2 separate regions of the Gossypium arboreum genome follow, and region 2 is linked to region 1. Evidence: chromatin contacts called from public Hi-C data. All regions are on one chromosome and are shown on one strand. Each heading gives the region's core, a stretch centred on a gene start, on an enhancer-like site or on the middle of the called end of the contact. The rest is flanking DNA. Distances are from core to core; before and after follow the strand shown.

Region 1 (2,952 bases), core at 182-2,681:
TCTTGTGGAATGTGGCCTTCAATATGATTGTTGAATAGAAAAAGAACCTCAAGATTCTTGAGATTGCAAATTTCTGGAGGGATGCTTCCTCCAATGAAGTTATGCTGAAGCCTGAGTTCAACAAGTGAAGTGCAGTTTCCAAGCTCAGGAGGTAATGAGCCATTAAGTTTGTTGTTATAAATAAATAAATTAGCTAAACCTGTAAGATTTCCTATTGACCGAGGAATGGGACCAACCAGATTATTTCCTGAAAGTGCAATTGCCACAAGCTGATTGCATTGAGCAATCCTCTCAGAAATAGTTCCATTAAGCTTGTTCCCTGACAGAATAAGTTCTTGCAAGTTCTGCAAACTCCACAAAGTGTTCGGAATTTCGCCCTCCACATTGTTTTCACCAAGATAGAGAACTTCAAGTTGCAAAAGCCCCTCAAAAGTCTCTGGTGGAATGACCCCTTGGAATTTGTTGTAGGATGCTATAAATGTTGTAAGGTTATAGCAGTTTCCGAGGGTACGAGGCAAAGAACCCGAAAATCCATTCTCGTGAATCCAGAAATCAAGAATTGTACATGAAGGTGGGAAATCAGGTACCGAACCAGTGAGGTTATTTGTGTTTAAATAGAGGAACTTCAGATTTGGTAGAGAAAACATTTCACCCGGAACCACACCACTTAGAAAGTTGTTGTAGAGACCAATATATTCCAGATTGATGCAAAGACTTACCTCAGGGGGGATTCCACCAGAGAGTGAGTTATAACCCAAGTCAATCTTCCTAAGCCACTTTGACATGAAAATTTGGTGAGGGATTGATCCTTCAAAGCCGTTATCATTGAGAAGAATGGTATTTAGTTGGCTGCAGTTCCCCAGAATTTGAGGTATATTACCACTGAAACTGTTGCCACTGAGGTCAAGGGAGAGCATACGCTGGTGGAGGCAAAGATGAGGAACAGAGTTGCTCAATACACCAGACAGCCCGAAGCCTGATAGATTCAAGGCTCTGACCTGAAAGCTCTTTTTGGAGTAGCAAGACACTCCAGCCCATTGGCAATGAGAGTTTGGAGATGGAGAATCGGATTGATTCCATGGTAACAGAAGTTGAGTGTGTTTTGGGAGGCTGTTAAAGAACTGTAGAAGGAAAATTGCAGGCGGAGATAATGAGGCTGATGAAACATGGAAAAGAATGAATGAGCAGATAACATGATACTGGAATAACAACACCATGTTCTTATTTAACTTCCATGGAACTTCTCTTGGTGACATCGATTTCACTGTCTTAAATGCTATTTTTATTTCATGTTATGTTTGGAACCAACAGATGTTGCTGATTTTTGTTTCCTTTCGGTGCTTGAAGTGGTGCACATGTGTGTTGAAACAAGTTCCGATATCTAGTCGTTTCCTGTTGGATTCATGACAGTGAGTAAAAGTTACAACCTTTGCACTCAAAAGGGAAGCTCCTAGAAGGGCTATTTTGATAAAAAGTAAAACAATGCTGTTGTATAAAGTAGATGAGGGGGGTCCCATAATGACCAATAAAAATATGATGCTGTTCTTTGGAAAGTCGAAAAAATGGAGGCCAGCCATGCTCTCTCTCAGACAATGCAATAATATTATCCAAGACATGTTTGTTTTTGCACATTCTCTCCTATAATATCATTTAGTCTTAAAACATAAAACTAAGCCTCAATGTCTTGGAGAACAATTTAAGTTAGCTTCTGTGGCAATGTTAATGATAGACCACTTGGTTGTTAATCAAGCAACATAAAACCCCATCATTACTCTCCAAACCTCTCAACTCACTACTATATGATTTATGAATAGTCATGGGCATATTTCTATATCTAATTCTATATATTTACCAATAATATGGAGAGAAGTGAGATGGAAAATGGGCCTAAAAGTCTCTCACTGTTTTATCAGGCCTTATCAGGAAAGGCAGACTCATTAAAATACTACCAGTTTCGGATCTTATATGATGCTGGTATAATATGGCCTAAAGTTGATCCAAATATGTTAACTATATGGCCTTTGTCCTGTTCCAGAAAGAGGAAAGGCAATAAATAAATGCTTAAGTTTGCTACTTTATGAGTGGCTCATGGGGCCTATAGCCTTCACCCAATAGTGTATGGCTTCCACTTTTGGAAACGCAAAAAATTTTTGCAAGCGGGAGCCATATTACCAAAGTGGGGCTCGAAATAGGTCAAAAAACCTTTTGGCATTTAAAAAAAAAATGCTGCAAGTTTGTGAAAGATTTTTTCATAATCTTCCATTTATATTTACTTTCTTTGTTTAAGTTTTAGCTTAATTCACATTATTGCTATTGCAATAATTGAGAGAATGTAATTTTGAACATGCTTAAGCGCTGTAACACCTTATACTTGACCCAGTTGTCGAGTGCAAGTAAAAGGACGCTACACTACCATCACAGTATCACATATTATAGAACGTCTCATTGGCATGCGAACATCATCAAATTTGAACATTTATAGATATTGTAAGTCATAAATATCCTAGGCGACATTAAATCATGCTGGACATACATCAAACGGGCTTATAACAAAATAGAAACATGCTTTAAGGCTACTTAACAAAAATTCAAAATAAATCGCGTAGGTATCGATACTCATTCAATGCTATCGATAATTCTCATAGATGGTATCAATACCACTTAGAAAATCAATACCAAATCAACATTTTGTTTCTCTGCAAAAATTCAAACCAGCAAACTATCAATACCCTATCAAAAAGTATCAGTAATTCTACCCTGAGTATCGATACTCGAGACATGGTATAGATACCAAATTGAGTTACTAACTTTCTGCACAATCGTAATATCATGGAGGTATCGATACTAATGCCCGATTATCGATACCTTTGCATCAGATAGCAAAAGTACCATCGAAACAAGGCATTCAACTCAACCGTACACTTACTAAGTCATCATGCACTTATAATCTCA
Region 2 (2,952 bases), core at 207-2,706, 530 kb before region 1:
AACAACAATCTTTTATCCCACAGCTCACATGCTCCTTTTTCAGTTTTTCCGATTCCTTTTTTAGAAGAGCAATATCACTTGTGTTCCACCTTATTTATTTGAGTGTACGAATATTAAAATATTGTGTTAACCTTAAGAGGCGATGTCCACTACACGATTACATCAATTAGGACAGATTTACTTCTAAGATAATGATTTTTTTTTATGATACAATAACTATTTCTTGTCAATACTAACGATTTCGTTTTATAGTAATTTATTTCCAACAACATGTCATATAAGTGACAAATGATGATAGATGGCGAGATTTTTACTTCTAGCAAGATGATAAGCTTTAGGGCCAGTTCTTCATTGCTTTTGAAAAGTGCTTTTGAAAAGTGCTGTGGAAAAGTGCTTTTAAGAAGTATTTTTGAGAAGTGCTTTGGAAAAATTTAAGTGTTTGATATTGCTGTCAAAAAGTGCTTTTGAAAAGTAAAATGTCCATTTTAGACATGATATTATAAAGTAACAAATATGTATTTAAATAATGTTCAAATTAGTTAATATTATGATATTTTAGTAAAAATATAAAAAAAATAATTTATTATAACTTATTGTTAATATTTTAATATATAATATTAATTTTAAATATTTCTAAGTAATTAATATTAATTATTTATTAAATTTAATTAGAATATATAAACTATATTTAAATATAATAATTAAATATTTATAATTAGATATTGGCACAATTGTAGTATTTTAAAAATATTTTTATTTTTAATTAATACTTTTAACACATTTGTAAAACTCATATTAAATAACCAAGAAAGAGAACACAAAATAATAGCATCAAACACATTTTAAGTCAAAAAGTAAGGTTAAAAAAGTAAAATAACAGCAAAAAATACTTTTTGACTGAAAAAGTTAAAATTTACTACTTTTTTATATCTAAAAAAGCTCATCCCAAAAGTTAAAAAAGTTGCCCCAATGATTTGTATTATTCATTGCTTTTAAGAGAAAAGCACTTTTTTTAGCAAAAGTTCATCCCAAAAGTAATGAAGAACATACCCTTAGTAGGACAGAAACTTTATTGAGTCCTCAGTGAAACAAGGTGAAGTACAATATATTTTTTTTGAGTAAATAGTACAATATATCTTAAGTGTATATAATCAAGCCATAATTTTTTAAAACAAAATATTGAAATAAATATTTATTATTATTAATATATTCTATCAAATAAATCTCTGGTTTTATTTTTTATATAATTATGTCATCTATGATATAAAAAAAAAAACCTTTTGACCTGAGAAATGTATTCCAGCTGTAAAATAAAAAATAAATATTACAAACAAGATAAGGATTGGCAAGAGACACGGTCATTTCGGCCTTGTCCGATTCCTAGTCAAATCTACCATCCCGAAAGCCTTAATTTGTGTGTAAGCTAAGCAACCCTGGCCTGGGCTATAAATACCCACCTCTACTTCTCCACAATCTCTCACTCCTCCACCTTTTCTTGTTTGATTGATGATTATCAATTTATGATGAGCAACCTTCCAACTTCTTTAACAGATTCTTCTTTTACCCTTTTCAAGCTTGCCATTTCTTCTTCTGATCCTTGGCCTTTCTCTCTCCTTCTCTTATAACCCCCTTTATCTATATAGTACTGTATGTTTCATCTTTGGCCTTCTTGCTTTTTGGGGTTTTGCTTGCTGAAGATCAAAATTCAAAAATGGGGATTGGAGGAGACAAGCAGCAGCACGTGAGCTTCCACCTTCATATGCCGCACCTTCATCTTCACGGGTTCCACAATCATGAGAACAAGGACCTCAAAGATATCCCAAAGGGGTGCCTGGCGGTCCTGGTGGGTCAAGGCCAAGAGCAGCAAAGGTTTGTGATCCCGCTCATCTATATCACCCACCCCTTGTTCATGCAGCTCTTGAAGGAAGCGGAGGAAGAGTATGGTTTCGATCATGAAGGCCCCATCACCATCCCTTGCCATGTCCAGGAGTTTCGCAATGTTCAAGGGATGATCGATAAAGACCACCATCACCACCACCACCATCATGGCTGGTGTTTGTTTTAGGGTTTGATTGAATTAATGGATTTAGATTCTTAAAAGGTCATGCAAATTTGTTTTTATGTTTTCTAGTAGCTTTTGCTTTCCTTACCATTGCAGAGACCTTTGAAATTTGAAAATGAATTACAGGATTATTCTTTACACATAAGTTCATTTGGTTTCTTTTTGTTCTTTCTCCATTTCCATGCTAATGTGAACGTATATGGTGTAAAATTGAGGAGGAATATAAAGTTGCAAGCGTACAAGAGACGGTGGGAACTTGGAACCTTTCTGGGGTTATGACGAAAGAAAAAAACAGAAGCACAATTGATTTTTGTTTACTTGACTCGTCATCTCCATGAAAATAATGAAAGGCTTGATTTCATGTTTGACTGACTGCCTGTCATGAGGTTGTGCTACCACAATCCACGCAATTTCCAAGCATATGATATATCCTGCCTATATTCAGTTTCATATATGTTTACGTTTACATAGGTTAGAAAATTTAATTTGAAAAAATTAATAAAGAATTTAAATTTTGAGTTAATTGGATTGAATTTTTCTGAGTTATTTTAATTATTTGAGTTTTATTTTTGAGTAGAGTTAAATTTTATAATTCCAATAATATATTGGAATAAATGTTCTTTGATCCTATCAATTTTAAAAATAAAAAATTATTCTCTCTAGTTAAAAAATATAAAAATATTCAAAATAGATTTTAAAATCCAAAATTTATATTTTAAAAATATATAAAATTTAAATTTTAAAAATTTTTAAAATAATAATTTTGATGACTTAATTTATCTTTTTATTTTTCTTTAAAATTTTTTAAATATATATTATTTTAAATTTATATGCTCTAATATGGAATTAGTTATCTGTAATAATATTTTTATTTGAGATATTTAATTTTT

The links. Hi-C and Micro-C count contacts between places; a contact is called where the count stands out from the background.
Region 2: a contact with region 1 is called in a Hi-C map of leaf, with 5 times the contacts expected there. The contact joins the promoter of LOC108485490 here to the promoter of LOC108472171 in region 1. A contact is called at or near these places in 2 of 5 Hi-C or Micro-C datasets (both in leaf).

Annotation. Positions count from the first base shown.
Region 1 is chr8:58,469,092-58,472,043 of ASM2569848v2, reverse strand. It overlaps LOC108472171 (leucine-rich repeat receptor-like protein kinase PEPR1), which reads right to left and starts at 1,431. Exons shown (of 2, transcript XM_017773681.2): 1 at 1-1,431. The coding sequence starts at 1,256.
Region 2 is chr8:58,995,230-58,998,181 of ASM2569848v2, reverse strand. LOC108485490 (auxin-responsive protein SAUR32) reads left to right here and starts at 1,456. Exons shown (of 1, transcript XM_017789338.2): 1 at 1,456-2,207. The coding sequence starts at 1,712. The coding sequence ends at 2,065.